Regions from separate parts of the Mus musculus genome. Here all the other regions are linked to region 2. The links are chromatin contacts, called in public Hi-C and HiChIP or PLAC-seq maps. All regions are on one chromosome and are shown on one strand. Each heading gives the region's core, a stretch centred on a gene start, on an enhancer-like site or on the middle of the called end of the contact. The rest is flanking DNA. Distances are from core to core; before and after follow the strand shown.

What was found. Hi-C and Micro-C count contacts between places; a contact is called where the count stands out from the background. HiChIP or PLAC-seq counts read pairs in DNA pulled down with a chosen protein or histone mark.
Region 1: a Hi-C map of CD8 T cells shows a contact between it and region 2, with 2.7 times the contacts expected there. The contact joins the promoter of Kcna2 here to the enhancer-like site in region 2. A contact is called at or near these places in 7 of 39 promoter capture datasets (3T3-L1-derived adipocytes, the HPC-7 cell line, cranial neural crest and 3 more), 1 of 484 Hi-C or Micro-C datasets (CD8 T cells), 2 of 115 datasets of contacts at active chromatin or transcription factors (CD8 T cells and embryonic forebrain) and 1 of 9 other capture datasets (adipose tissue).
Region 3: a contact with region 2 is called in an H3K27ac HiChIP or PLAC-seq map of regulatory T cells, with 2.6 times the contacts expected there. The contact joins two enhancer-like sites. A contact is called at or near these places in 1 of 15 datasets of contacts at CTCF or cohesin (CD8 T cells), 3 of 484 Hi-C or Micro-C datasets (the C2C12 cell line, nephron progenitors and regulatory T cells) and 4 of 115 datasets of contacts at active chromatin or transcription factors (CD8 T cells, SST interneurons and regulatory T cells).

What each region holds. Positions count from the first base shown.
Region 1 is chr3:107,100,093-107,104,956 of GRCm38.p6, forward strand. Kcna2 (potassium voltage-gated channel, shaker-related subfamily, member 2) reads left to right here and starts at 1,475. Exons shown (of 3, transcript NM_008417.5): 1 at 1,475-1,667; 2 at 3,092-3,419; 3 at 3,853-4,864. The coding sequence starts at 4,013.
Region 2 is chr3:106,971,415-106,976,372 of GRCm38.p6, forward strand. The region is part of intron 1 of Gm27008 (a long non-coding RNA gene); the gene reads right to left. Among named protein-coding and RNA genes, the nearest start is that of Gm27008, 7.7 kb to the right of the region's middle. Within about 2 kb of position 2,882, at least 13 of the 459 cell types and tissues checked have an H3K27ac peak or open chromatin away from gene starts, as enhancers often do. A contact at or near this core is called in CD8 T cells and regulatory T cells, where this site is marked.
Region 3 is chr3:107,073,662-107,078,698 of GRCm38.p6, forward strand. All of the region lies in intron 2 of Gm38712 (a long non-coding RNA gene), which reads right to left. Among named protein-coding and RNA genes, the nearest start is that of Gm38712, 17 kb to the right of the region's middle. Within about 2 kb of position 3,115, at least 46 of the 459 cell types and tissues checked have an H3K27ac peak or open chromatin away from gene starts, as enhancers often do. A contact at or near this core is called in CD8 T cells and regulatory T cells, where this site is marked.

The DNA of each region.
Region 1 (4,864 bases), core at 225-2,724, 130 kb after region 2:
ACAAAGAGAAACACAAACGGAAGCCTAAGAGATCTGAGAGCAGACAGGGCACCAGAAACCATTGTTTTTTAGGTGATTGTTAGAGATAAACTCTTCATGCACAGTTTACCACTGACAGGTTGCTTCTTCTGCAGCAAATTTACTTATCCAATAACTTGACAGAAATTGAAGTTTGAATTTGGCAAGTGAAACACCCAGGCTAGACTCTGGATCCTGCATTGACAACCGATCTTCATAGCCAATCTTCCAGGAGCCAGAAGCCAAACGAGTCTGGTCTTACAAGACATTGATTTCCCTCTAAGCCCACCAAAGCCTTCTAGCTTTGTAGCTCTAGGTAGGGTCCAATCTTTCACCCACCTTATAGGCTCCCACTGGGAAATGGCCGAATCTCTTAGAACCTTCCCTTGCAGGGAAGCAGGCTTTCAGAGTTTCTGATACTTGCATAAAGAGAACTGTCTTAGCAGAAAGGGCCAGGGAAGAGTCTTTCACACACCAGAGCCCCTCTGAACATCAGAGCTCAGAAGTTCATTTCAATGAGTCCCTCTGTGGAGTATCCGTGTAGGCGGTTCTGACAGGGGGCCTGCAGAACTGTACTAGTGAAGGCTTGGAGCTTTTGCAAGGTTTGCAAGCCAATCTGGACCCCCTAAAACACTCCTATCCCCAACCTAAGCCAAGAACTTCCTATACAAATTATTTCCGAGGCAAAGGGCATATCCTGCTCTACCATGCACCCCCACGGTGAGATCGTGGGCCAGCTGGTGGTGTTAAGATCTGTGAAAGGGCTTTTGTAAGGAGCCTGCTCTCCCAAGGGCAACTGTGTGTCCCTCCGCCCTCTCTGTCCAGAGCCCTGGGGAAAGGAAGTCAGAAAGGCTAGAAGCCAGTCCTGCAGTTCTGTTGTTCTGCAGTTCCCCCCAACCCCCACCCCGTGGGGGGCAAAGACAGCAGTGAGTTTCTGCTACACTGAGGCCAGGCCCTCACCTGCTGTATTGTCCTGGGAAACCGAGTCTGTGCTGGGTAAGAGAGAGGTGGGGCTCAGGAGTACTGAAGGAAACGGGGATGCAGAAGCAGAAGGCAGGAGTGGGGGGACTGGGGTCTGCAGATTCTGTCTGGCAGCATCTTAATAATAGCAACACATCTCCCTCGGGGCTGGCTCGCGCTCGGGCCTGGGATGGTATTGATCAGTTCATCCTGCCTACTTCATTATGTTGGCAAGAACCTCTCAAGCGCTCCTCAACTTCTACCCTCTCCCCTGTCTCCCGACCCAGGCAGTACCCAGCTGAGCTCTGCGCGGAGTTTTGTTTGGTAAGCTAGGTTTTGTCAAAGAATGGGGTGTTTTCTTTGCGGTGGGGGTCCGGGACACAGGGATCTAACCCAGTGGCCAGCTTGGCGGCGGCGGCGAGCGACACACCTCGCTAGCTCTGCCCCAGCCGGCCCCTTTAATTCGAGTTCGCTGCGGGGCCAGGTGCGGCGCTGCGTGGCGCGGTGCGGCGCGGTGCGGCTGCGGGCGGCGGCCGGGCGCTCCGTACGCGCCGCCCGCGGGACTGCAGAGTCGGCTCCCGGCTGGCCGCCCGCACCCCGCCGCCACCACCGCCACCGCCCGCTGTCCGGGTTCTGCCTGTGCTGGCTGCCACCCAGGAACATGGAGGCTCTGGTACCCATCTGCAAGGGTAAATCAGTGTCCGGCATTCTGCTGCGCATGCTGCCATCCCTGACCGGCTGCAGCGCCCATAGGGGCTGCAGGGTACCACGGTAGTCTGGGTGGGCGAGGTGGTGCCGACCCTTGATGTCGGCCTGAAGGGCTGTGGATCCGCACCGGCTGCGTGGGACTTAAGGGGGAGACTTGTTCCTGCAGAAGAGTGCATGGAATGGGCTCGGGGACCCTGTGGTCTGTGCGTGACATAGGGCGGAGGGCGCAGATTGGAGCTGGCGGGTGATGGGAAGTGCAGCTGACTGCATAGCCACCGCTGGTAAATAGTGGGTGGGTAGGACCCGAGTCACTTGGGTCCTCCTGGTTGCATTTGCCTCTCGGCAACGGAGTAAAATGGGCTTCTCTGCAGTCTCTTGTTTTTTCCACTTGGCCGGGGTGGTGGGCTGCCGTGAAGCTCTCCAGCCTAAAAGGAAGCTAGATCTGGAGCAGCTGCCTGGCGACGCCTGCTCTGCACCCTCAGAGTTCGGGCTCCTGTGTTTCAGGTGGAGATGGAGTCTTGGTGGTCCCTCGGCTGGACCTCGCAGGCACCAGCTAGGCTGCCCTCCGGCCCGCAGCGGGAGCCCACCGCACTGCGCAGGAAGGGGTTAAGGTGGCACACTCTAGCGGTCCGGCGGCTGTGGGCTCCGGTCAGCCCAGCGGATTCCGGCGGGAGCGCGCCCGGCGGAATCCCGGCTGGAACCCCGGGCGATGGGAGAGGGCCCAGACCCCTCCCCGGCTCTGGGGCCAGCGGGATTGGGTCGGCGGGGGGCCAGCCCGGAAGCCAGCTTTCTCTAGGCTCCCCCTCTATGTGAAGCCAATCCGCCCCGCAGTCAGGCAGCTTGAGCGTTTGTTCTGTGCTTCCCTGCCGAGATGTGAGGGATTTTCTCTTGGGAAGAAATCGGTGGTCGAGTGCTTGCCCAGCTCAAATGCCACCCAACCCAGAGCAAGGCCTGAGGCCCAGGGATCCTGGAGGGAGAGTAAGTTCAAGCGACCCCTTCTATTAGGCATTCTACAGAGGCAATCTTGCTGCTTGTGGGACCTCTCTAGCTGGGAAGGAGTGTGTGTTGTGGAGGAAGGATTGCTTCTTTACCAGGACATGGCTAAGGTCAGAGAGGAAAACCCTCCCTCTTGGGAGATATGTCTTCTGACACCAAGAAAGCTGGGTCGCTTCTGTTGGCAACTGAGGTCTAGGGAGAAAGTGCTTCAAGCTGATGGGAAGGGAAAGCTTATGGTTATCCAGGAGAGGTTAGGAAAAGGCTCCTGTGGTGGATCTCATTCACAAGTGTCATGGAAAGTAGATGTGGGGGCTTGTCACTTGCCCTGAGGGGATCTGCCAGAGCCCTTAAAAGTCTTGGTCTCAGCTGCCTGGAAGCCTTGGTCCCACCTTGCTGCTGTGTTTTCCAGGCAACGTCACACCTCCGGAGGACAGCCAGGAGGACTCAGGCTTTTGCTGAGCTGTGCATCTTGCCTCCTTCCTTCCAAAGGCTTCAGACCCAAGCTCCACTCTCCTCCTCAAGTCGTGGTGCGCGCCCCTGGCCAAGCATCTCACTGTCCCTCGAGCCCCATCCAGTCCTAGAGCACACCTCCAGGACCTGCCCTCCTGCTCAGAATGACTCACCATTATTTCCAGCTCAAGTGAGAAGATGTGACGGGGACTGAGCTGCCTATTTGTGTATCTGTGCCATCAGATCTGCTCTTCGAAGAAGAGTACCTCAGGCTCCTGCCTGGCCAGGTAAATCAAACAATCACTTAGTAGCAGTCATATAGAGGCAATGGGGGTGGCATCAGTGACCAAGGCCCAGGTCCCAAACACCCTACCATGAATACCTCCTTTGGTGCAGGTATTGCCAAAACATTAGCACAGTGCCTGGCAGAGGGCTCCCTTCTCCACTCCTCCTGTGCAGCTATGTCCCCAGCATGTGTGTGGTACCCAAGATCCTGTCTCAGCCGCCTGCCCCTAGCGCAGGCCATTCTATAGCTTCCTTGAAAGATTGTTTGTTCCCTGAACCCTACTGACCCCTAGACAAGTGACAAGGTGATAATAGTTTTAGTGGCAGAAGTGATGGTACAGTCATGTTTCTGAACTCTTGGGGACATCAAGTGCACCTCCTGTCAGGTTGCCAATGACTGGTGATCTCATGTCCTTACCTGCCTCTGTCTTTCAGCCGAGTGGGGCTGTGTCTCCAACTCACAAAGGGCTCTGGGGCTTTCCTGCAGAAGCTCAGACTTATGCTTCTGTGTTTCCTGGGGCCGTTATCAGCACCGAGTTCCCTGCTGCAGGCAGCTGGAAGGCATTAAAGTAAAGCACACTTCTCAGCCCCAATTATGACAGTGGCTACCGGAGACCCAGTGGACGAGGCTGCTGCCCTCCCTGGGCACCCACAAGACACCTATGACCCAGAGGCAGACCATGAATGCTGTGAGAGAGTGGTCATCAACATCTCAGGCCTGCGGTTCGAAACTCAGCTAAAGACCTTAGCCCAGTTCCCAGAGACCCTCTTAGGGGACCCCAAGAAACGGATGAGGTACTTCGATCCCCTCCGAAATGAGTACTTTTTTGATCGCAACCGCCCTAGCTTTGATGCCATTTTGTACTACTATCAGTCTGGGGGCAGGTTGAGGCGACCTGTGAACGTGCCCTTAGATATCTTCTCGGAAGAAATCCGGTTTTATGAGCTAGGAGAAGAAGCAATGGAGATGTTTCGGGAGGATGAAGGCTACATCAAGGAAGAAGAGCGTCCTCTGCCTGAAAATGAGTTTCAGAGACAGGTGTGGCTTCTCTTTGAATACCCTGAGAGCTCAGGGCCTGCCAGGATTATAGCCATTGTATCTGTGATGGTCATTCTGATCTCCATCGTCAGCTTCTGTCTGGAAACCTTGCCCATCTTCCGGGATGAGAATGAGGACATGCATGGTGGCGGGGTGACCTTCCACACCTATTCCAACAGCACCATCGGGTACCAGCAGTCCACCTCCTTCACCGACCCTTTCTTCATTGTAGAGACTCTCTGCATCATCTGGTTCTCCTTTGAGTTTCTGGTTAGATTCTTTGCCTGTCCCAGCAAAGCTGGCTTCTTCACCAACATCATGAACATCATTGACATTGTGGCTATCATCCCTTACTTTATCACCCTGGGGACAGAGTTAGCTGAGAAGCCAGAGGACGCCCAGCAAGGC
Region 2 (4,958 bases), core at 1,632-4,131:
ATATGCCCCAGTACAGGGGAATGCCAGGGCCAAGAAGTGGGAGTGGGGGGGGGGGGGTAAGGGAGCAGAGCAGAGGGAGGATATGCGGAAATTTCGGAATAACATTTGAAATGCATATAAAGAAAATATCTAATAAAAAATAAATTAAAAAAACAAACTCAGATCTGGGCAGTTTATTCTGCCATACTTTTTTTTTAAAAAGTGTGTGTGTGTGTGTGTGTGTGTGTGTGTGTACATGCATGCTCTCACACACATGAGCATGTGAACTCCTGGCTTAAAAGCTCCTTAGAAATGTAGAACTGAAGTCTCTCTCCTGTCCCTGAGAAACTTGGAAACAGTTTGATATTTGAAAAGCAGTGATGTTTGAAAAGTTCTGGAGGTTCCTAGGCCTTTTCTACTTCTACACATCCTTAGGCACCTAAAAAGGAGGATGTTCTAAGACATTAGGTGCCTGGTGGTACCCTAGAGCCAAAAAGGAGGAAAATGAATTTATCAATAAATACCTGGGGAGCAGAACTAATCAAAGTGTCCCAGGACTTCAAGGGTGACTCAACTTTTAAGAATTCTTCAGATCATCAAACTCCCAAGGAGATGTAGGAAGTGAAGATTCTCCAGCGTATTGATCCCATAGTTCATGGTTTTCCTTAGCATCACGCCTTAGGACAAGGTTACAGATCACCTGTCAGAGGCTGATAGATGTTCTTGAGATGGGTTAATGAGTGTCCAAGGTGAAAGTTAAAAACGTGTTTCCACTTTGCAGGACAAGGGAAAGAGAGTTAGAACTGGGCCCAGGCAAAGACTAGATGTACCCAGGGAAGAAATGTGCTTCTCCTGCCTTCAGTAGCACATCTTGTATGCTATCACTGACTCTTCAGGGCTGACATAGCCAAATCCTCACATGAACGAGAAAGGAAAGGGGCTCAAGTGTCCAGGGTTCACATGGCGTGGCTTTCTTAAGCGATCCCGACCTTAGTAGCCACACTAACATCGCCCACTCAAGATTGGGCATTCTTTGTCCTGCACAGAAGTTCTGAGGGGTAAAATGGAGCCTTTAACTAAGGCAGGTTTCTTTCTCAGAAACAATCTAATCAAGTTTGAAAACCCAGGAATTATGTGGTCAATTAAGATGGGGGAGTTCTCTACTTTTTTCTCCCCAGACTCCTGCCTCCAAGACAGGATGAATCCTAACTCCTACCACTCACAATGTCTCTCCTACAGTCTCCATGTGTCCACCTTGGGCCTGGCTCTTCTCTGGGGATGACATGTTTTTTTACCTTGTAGCATTTCCTCCCCACCCCCAGCAATGCCTACGGTCAGTCCCCTGTTTCATCAGGCCTTAGAGGTCCTTCCACTGGAGACAGATTTCACTCTCAAAAAAACAGAGAGGCCGATATAAAAGCTACTTTGGGGTCTTCGATAAAACGGGACCTCTACTTTCATTTCTATTTCCAAATCTGGTCTTTGAAATCCACCTTGTTCTGTATATCTTTCTCCTGTGACATTTTCTGGTGCTGGCCCAATCCAAGGGTGTATAAGAGATAGCAGGATTCTTTTCCCAAGGCCCTGGATAGATGTCCTTTAATAATGTGGAGAAGCACACAGATCCAAGATGAGTTCATTACAGAAATGGCTGTTCCCTTTTTTTTTTTTTTTTTCTTCAGACATTGATATCTGCAGCCTCCTCATGGCCAAGGTCTCTGTCACCTAATGTTCATTTTGTGAGTTTGGAGCAGGATACTTCATTTGCCGCTACTCTTCTGTGTCCTCTGACTAATTTCTTAACTCTAGAAAATTGCACTTTTGGTCAGCTTTTGTGTGGGCTCAGCTATGAGGCCTTTGCAAATTACTTGCAATAAATGTTCCTGTGCAGGTATTTTGCTTTCATTCTACCATTTTTCAGCCTTCTGTCTCTTTCTGAGTAATTCTTGAGTCCCATGTTCCTGAGCTAACTCTTCTCCCATAGTGTTCTCCTTGCCCCTATACACCCTGTATGCCTTCCTCTAATTACTGGGATAGGACCTAAAGGACTAGATGTGGACATGCCCAACTACTAGCATAGCCTGACAAATACTCTGATCCCAGTGAGAAGTTGCTAGGAAGATGAACCAGGAGGGAACAGTCTAGTCTCCTCCTAATTCCAAGCATCTCTTATATTTAATTTATAAAAAACAAAGACACCTGAGTTAACAAGCGGGATTTGTACCTATTCTTTGTTTAGTCACAGGAATATTAAATTATCCTCTTCAAATATTTTCCACAGATGGTGGGGTGGAAGAATAGTATCTCTTTGTAGGGATATTATGAGCTGAGCAAGGATATGCATAAAATATGCTACAGAATCTGATTTATAGTAAATCTTTAAGGAAAGGAGTCATCTTTGGAGAGTCCTTCTTCTGAGTTTAGTCTCCCCTTAAGACTAGGATCCTTGGATCTATTTTCTCTATGATATTCAACTTCCATTTTCAGCTTGACTCCAGGTCAGGTTAGAAAGTAAAGATAAAAGAAAGTTTAAGGAGTAGCAAGTAATGAGCAAGCAATAACGGTAAGAGGAATCACTCACTGAAGGCTGTAATTCATCCTCATAGCAGCTCCATCAGTTACAATGTTGCTGATGGTGAGGTTCTGTCAACTGAGCAAGTTGCTCCAAATTACATGGCAGAGCTTTGATTTGAACACAGCTTTGAACACAGCTTTGAACACAGCCTATCTATAAAGCCCACATCTTTTGTTATTATTATTATTATATCCTAATTCAGCCTAAGAATATGAGATTAGTTCGTTACAGTGGGGCTTGGAAGGGGACAGGGTGAGCATGGGAGACTCTGGAAGGAGAAAGAGTACAAGGAAGTGAGAACTTCAGAGCCACAGAGAGGCAGGAAGGGGTTATACAGCTTAACAAAAGGTTCACATTCACAGCCACGCTCCCCAGCCTACCTACTAGCAGTGTTTCCCATAGCTGCTAAAATATTGTGGACCAGGGAATCCTGGACAATACTGAGAAACTCAATGTACAGATATAAAATAGATGGGTGAGTTTCTTTGTGCTCTCTTATAAACAGGTAGAAAAAAAACAGAAACAAACCATTCTTGACTGGATGAGGAAGAAACATAGAGGGCTAACTCAATCAGAAACGTTAATCAGTGAGATGAAAGGCTCAGATGTGAAGACTTCCCACTTACCTCTTCCTGTCTCTTAAGAGATGTTCTCGACAGTTCTGTACTGGAGGCTGCCCCTCTCACTTTCTGCTTAGAAACACTTCTGATAGCCCAGAAGTCTGCCAGGCTGAGGCCAAGAGAGGACGAAAATAGATAGCCATGTAGTCAGCTGTCTACACTCAGTCTAGACCAGTGGTTCTCAACCTTCCTAATGCGTTGATCCTTTAATACAGTGCCTCATGTGGTGGTGATCCCCAACCATAATATTATTTCAATGTTACATTATGACTATAATTTTGCTATTGTTATGAATTATAATGTAAATATCTGGTATGCAGGATATCTGATATTGACCCTTGTGAAAGGTTTAGTCTCCCAAAAGGAGTCAACCCACAAGTTGAGAATCTCTGCCCTAGATCAAGGAATTCATGGAGACCACACCCTGATGGTTAATGGGTCAATGGGGAGGGGAACTTTTAAAGTACATAATAGACACATACATAATAGGCCCCAGGACAAAGGTTTGTTATCATCATTGATGTCAAATTCAATGCAGTCTCACCCTCTAGAATTCCTCTGAGATTCTTAGGACTCTTCTCCTAGAGACAGCCCCATAACCACTTCCTAGCTCCTATTTGTTTGTTTTGGATATGATCTGTCATGGCAAAATGGAGGGTGATCAAGTAAGTAGATCTTTCTGTACTTTAAAGCAGTAAATGTAAGTGAATGAGGGAAGCTGGGCTGCAGTTCAGTGGTAGAGTGTTTGCATGGTATGTGTGGTAACATAGGTTCAATTCCAGGTACTGCCAGAGAAAAAGAAAAGAAAAGAAAAGAAGAGGAAAGAGAAAAGAGGAGAGGAGAGGAGAGGAGAGGAGAGGAGAGGAGAGGAGAGGAGAGGAGAGGAGAGGAGAGGAGAGGAAAGGAAAGGAAAGGAAAGGAAAGGAAAGGAAAGGAAAGGAAAGGAAAGGAAAGGAAAGGAAAGGAAAGGAAAGGAAAGGAAAGGAAAGGGAAAAGATGAGAAAGAGCTAAGATGTGGTAGAGAGAGATGGGGGAAGAGAAGAAGGGAGAGGGAGCAGTATCCTGCCAAGACCACCTCAGAGCATAGATGTGTGACTTAAATCACATAATCCCAAGTAGCCTTGTAGGCAGTGAGGTCTTAGTTGTTGGGGTCTCAGCATATGACTCTGGTCTTGGTCTCAGAACTAACTGGCTCAATACTATAGGGTAGCTTTCCACTCAAACATCCTTCAGGGTCAATGCTATCCCCATTGCACCTATTTACCCAGAGCCTAGGTACCTCTCAATGTACCTTGTTCTCTTGGACAATCTAGTTTTGACCCTGGAAAATCAGAGGCTAATAACTCAGCCTTCTGCCTCCTCATCTCCCCATCCATTTCCTGCAGTCACATTTTCACAAGTGAACAGACAAAAGATGGCTGAATCTTGGAGGATAGAGATTATATTTGTGAGTCCCTTTTGTGGTACCTATAGAACTCATGAGCCAACACAGAACTAATCGTCTAGTGTCTAAGATGTTATTTGCCTTAAGAGTAAAAAGGAAAAGGAGGAGCAAATTCTGGCTGAGAGACATAACTTCTCTCAGATGCTCTCAAACATATGTATATAAAGATCTACTATGTTGAGGCTTTGTCTCCGCTCCATGTCAAAGAAAGACTTTCTGAGATGAAAACAGGTGCTGTCAGTGGTGCCTGAGAGACACCACAAGCACTGTCACTCCCGAGGTAACACAGCAGCCAAATAAAATACTTACAGAGAGTTATTTGGGGATAGAAAGAAACCAA
Region 3 (5,037 bases), core at 1,865-4,364, 100 kb after region 2:
TACAGATCTCTGGAGAGCTGAACCCGCCTCTGACAAGCAGCAGCACTTGTAAAAATGGGCCCTGCACTTCACCCTGGCAGCACTGTAGGGCTGACCCAGGCAGCAGGGATGTGAATGAGCCAACCCTGAGGGCTTGAATGTGGAAGAGGTGAACTCACTACTCATCTGACATGAGGTTGAAGGTGATGCCCTCCCCACCTATCCCCATCGCAATCTGCAGCAGTCAGGAGAGCTAACCTCAGGGTCATGAGAGCAGAGAGCTGTCCTGCCTCTCACTGGTGGGAGTGTGGGCCCTACACCTTGGCTAGGCAACACAGTAGATCTGGTTTTGGTGAAGGGGATATGGGTGAGCACCCTCAAGTGCATAAGAGCAGAAGGGCTGACTCTGCCTCCTGCAGATGGCAGCATTGTGTGGCCAGAGAGCTCACCCTGGAGGAAGAGGCTGACCGGCTCAGCTACTACCCAGTCCAAGATCCAGAGCTCTGATCCCCACTCCAAAATCTACATCATCTGTGAAATGTTGGAATGTGTGAAAGAGCCAGTCCTACTGACTCAAAGCTGCAGGGTCTCTCCATGACACAATGCAACAACAGGATAACAGTGAAGAGTCCCAGTGAGGATACAGTATTGATGATGTCACAGAAGCCAGAGACCTCGAACCAGACCCATGCAAGTGACAATGTGTGGATGGAGGGATATACTGTGAGACACAGTAACACACTATAGCTTCTACAGTGAGATGTTTTCTATGCTTTGCTTTGTTTTATATTTTTTGTTCATTTGTGTGTGGTTTTTTTTTTTTTTAATTTGGGAGGGAAGCTTCAAGGGCAAAGGACAGACACAGGGGGGATGGGGAGGTGAGCAGGACTGGGATGCCTGGCGTGATATTCACAAAGAATCAATGAAAAGGTTGGGGGTTTTGTTTGTTTGTTTTAGTATCCAAGGAGAATTTTACATGGCCCGTGTATTTAAGAAATTCTTGGTGGTTGTTTCTCCTTTTCAGTCCTGCTTTTCAGCCAAATTTCTCAGCCAGATTTTTGTCTTCAGTCCTGACATTGATGATAGCGCTATCAAATCTTTTCGAGACCAAGTTCCACCCTGTTGGACAGCTCCCCAGCGGCCAAGAGCCAGTGAGCTCTCCCCAGGTGTGTCTGGCAGAGCTACACCTTTCTATAAGATGTCTTCCTATACAAGAATCACATTATTATCCTATACCTGGGTAAGGAAACTGGCTTCCTTATTGAATAGTTTCAAAGGGGAACTCCAGAATTCATAGTTTTGACTAGAACAGGGGAGCAGATACCTGGGAGCAGCCTTCTGGGCCTCCCTAAAATTGAACAAGTAGAGGCAGTGCCTATGATGAACAGGGCTAGAAGAGGCTGCTACCACCCAGCTCTCATTCGCTAGAACATAGCAAGATGAAGCTAGCTTGTCAGATTTTTATATTCTTCAAGAAAGCCTATAAAATGAATTTGTAATACAGATTTTTCCAATTCATATTAGCAATAAATGCAAATTTTCAAGATGACTCTGGAAGCCTACATTGAAAGACTCCTCTAAGCACATCTGTGAGCAAGGTTGCCAATAGTAACCCATTTTGGCTCACCTCTAGAGCCTAGGATCCTAACTAGTAGACTAGCTAACATGTTGCATGTTAAAACAATCAAAGAGGATCATTGCTGATTGTACTGGCTGGTTTTGTGTGTCAACTTGACACAAGCTGGAGTTATCACAGAGAAAGGAGTCTCCCTCGAGGAAATGTCCCCATGAGATCCATCTGTAAGGCATTTTCTCAATTAGTGTTCAAGGTGGGAGGGCCCATTATGGGTGATGCCATCCCTGGGCTAGTACTCCTGGCTTCTATAAGAAAGCAAGCTGAGCAAGCTAGGTGAAGCAAGCCAGTAAGCAACATCCCTCCATGGCCTCTGCATCAGCTCCTGCTTCCTGACCTGCTTGAGTTCCAATCCTGTCTTCCTTTGGTGATCAACAGCAATGTGGAAAGTGTAAGCTGAATAAACCCTTTCCTCCCCAACTTGCTTCTTGGTCATGATGTTTGTGTGGGAATAGAAACCCTGACTAAGACACTGATGAATCACAATTTTTCCCTCTGAGATTTCCATCTACTGGTTTCAGTTCTACCACTTACGGCTACAAGGATCACACAACACCATCTTCCTGTTCTTATCCTGTAGACTTTGCTACTCTGGCCCCTTTATTGCATGCATGCATGCTCCAACACATTCCAGCCTGATCACAGGATTACCAAGGTCCACTGCTTGGGCCTTACCTTTCACACTTGGTCTGTGCAGATTAAGAGGGACTCCCAGGCTATGAGGACTCATCCAACAGCAGAACCAATGTCACTGAGCTTCCTTAGCAGCAAGGATTTACCTCAGTTTAGGTGAAGGCATTTAGAGTCCCCTAGCCCACCCAGACAGAGGTGTCTCACTCTCATCAGTGTCACTTAATGAGGAATAATATGGCAGCTACCATACCTTCCCACCATGGTCTTGAAAAGCTTTCCTATTCACTAGAATCCCTGCAGGGACTGCCCCGAGGTCATTCTTTAACATCTGTGACTTGCAGACCTCACCTGGCTAAATACTGCCTCAGAGAAGATAACCCGTGGTCAAAGAATCCAAAGTTCTGAGTTATGAAGCAAGTTCCATTCTCTTTCTGGTGCCTCTTTTCTAATATTTAGAGGATATCTTCCATGGGTCCAGTGTAAAGATCCATTTCCTGAGTGTAAAATTTTCAGTGTTCACAAAATAGTATGTGCAGACAATAAACGTGGCTGTAGCTGCCTGTGAGGACCAAAAACAAAGTGAAAACACCATGTGAGGACCATGAGTGTGGTGATAGTCACCAATGGGCCAGCTCCAGAGGGTCTGAGGAGTAACTCTGAGGACTCAGCCCAAAAGCTTTACCCTCCACAGTTATGAGCTCTACTCTTTGCTGAAAGGTTCTAGCTCTTTCTTTCAGCTTCCTTTGTGAAATGGGGAAACTGAAAATATGCCATGCATCTATAGAAACTGAGAAAGCCTAAGTGGCCTATCTTCTCTTTGCAGTTACTTCTGGGCCCTTCTCCGTAGCTACTGCGGCTGAGGCTGCACCCAGTAGCTGGGTTTTCCCCCTGAGTGGTGAATCACAGATGTAGTTTCTCTAGCACAGGTTCTCAGAACGGTCCCAGCTGGGAGGCCTGCTGGTGGCCAAGTGATCCATCCCAGCTGCCATGCCTGAGACAGGGCTCCCAGATGGTGCTAGGTGACAAAAAACAGGTCCTGGCCTGGCTACAGGACTTGCCTGTCCACTCAAACTCAGGATGTGATTCATCACCAAAGGTCCTGGGAAAAGCTGAGCCCATCAAAACCATTTTAGTCCAGCCAAATTTGGTAGAGAGCATTGCCACTACCACCAAAGAACACCCACCAATCACGGCATACAGTACAGAGGTATCCAGAGATGCTGTGTACCCACCAAGTATTTAGGCATCAAAACTGACAGAGCAATTCAGAAGATAAGCTACCCACTAGAGACACCCTACATTCAACATACAAAGATAAGTAAAACCTGATAGACAAGCCAAACTTGCAGGGTCAGGGTAGGCCAGAACACAGACACAAACACTGTGCTAGAAAGCATATTCCTCATCTCATACAAAAGCATAACATCTGTGCACACCCAAGGATAGAGCCTCATATCAGCACCATAGCAGATTCAGGCAACATCTGCAATGTTCCCCTTAACTCCGCACATAGCACTCTTCTAGCAAATTATGGAGGCATAATTTGCAATGGTTAAAATCCAACACTCTGCTTCGACCCCAGTGGAAGATGAGGCTCGTAGAACATGGTAGGGATTCCCCAAGAGCATATGGTGAACATGTTGGGGTTTTTAAAATCAACATAATAAAAAAATAATTTTATAAAGTGCAGTGGTTTGAATATGCTTGACCCATAGGAAGTGGCACTATTAGGAGGTGTGGCTTGTTGGAATAGGTGTGGCCTTGTTTGGGGAAGTGTGTCACTGTGTATGCTGGCTTTGATGGCTCCTAGTGTTCAAGCTCTGCCCAGTGCAGAAGAGAGTCTCCTCCTGGCTGTCATTGGATCAAGATGTAGAACTCCTGACTCTTCCAGTATCATGTCTGTCTGCACACTGTCATGCTACCCACTATGGTCATTATGGGCTAAACCTCTCTGAAATTTTAAGCCAGTCACAATTAAGTTTGCCTTTATATGAGTTTCCTTTATAGCAATGAAACCGTAACTAAAAGAAAAGTTAGCTTTTATGAGCTATAACATCTATGCATGTTATATTGGGCTGTTGTTAAGAGTTGGAAGAGAAAGACTGCGCATATTAGATTCATTCCATTTTGGCACAGTCACTTCCTTAGTCAAACCACTCTAACTCAGTTGGCCAAAGGCCGACCTAGATCAAGCAGCTTCCCAAATCATCTCCTGCTCAATCTTTAGCATCCAGAATATAGCAAAGCCTCCTCTCAGAGCTGCTCACTCATTCCTCAATCTCAGCATAGCAAAACATCAGGGTGGTTAGAGAATGGAAACTCCAGGCTGGAAAGCCTTCTATGATCCACAGTTCTGTCAGGCTGAGTCTAAGCCACTTGACACGTGGGGCTCAGCATTTCCTCTGCAGCTCTGACAACTGTGCTCATCAGCAGGAAGGGCTGGAATGCCATCAGAAGGGACTTTGGGTGGTTGACACTGAGACACAGAAAAGGAGGATGGACTGGAGTAGGAGGGCAGAGGCCTTTAGGAACACTCCAGGGCCTCATGCCTGCAATTAACCAAGTCAAGATGAGGACGTGTTACTCCCTGACAATTATACAACCAGTAACCCACCTTCACCCCTGCCTGTAAGCTTTCCTGCTTCTCATGCCCCACATACTTGATAGCTGGTACCTTGCTGATGCCCTCCCCACATAGAACACTCTCAGTTCCCAGACTACCAGCCTCTGCCTGTTTCCGTTCCTGTAAATAGATAGTTTAGAGCCTTTGGCCATTGCTTGAGATGTTTTCT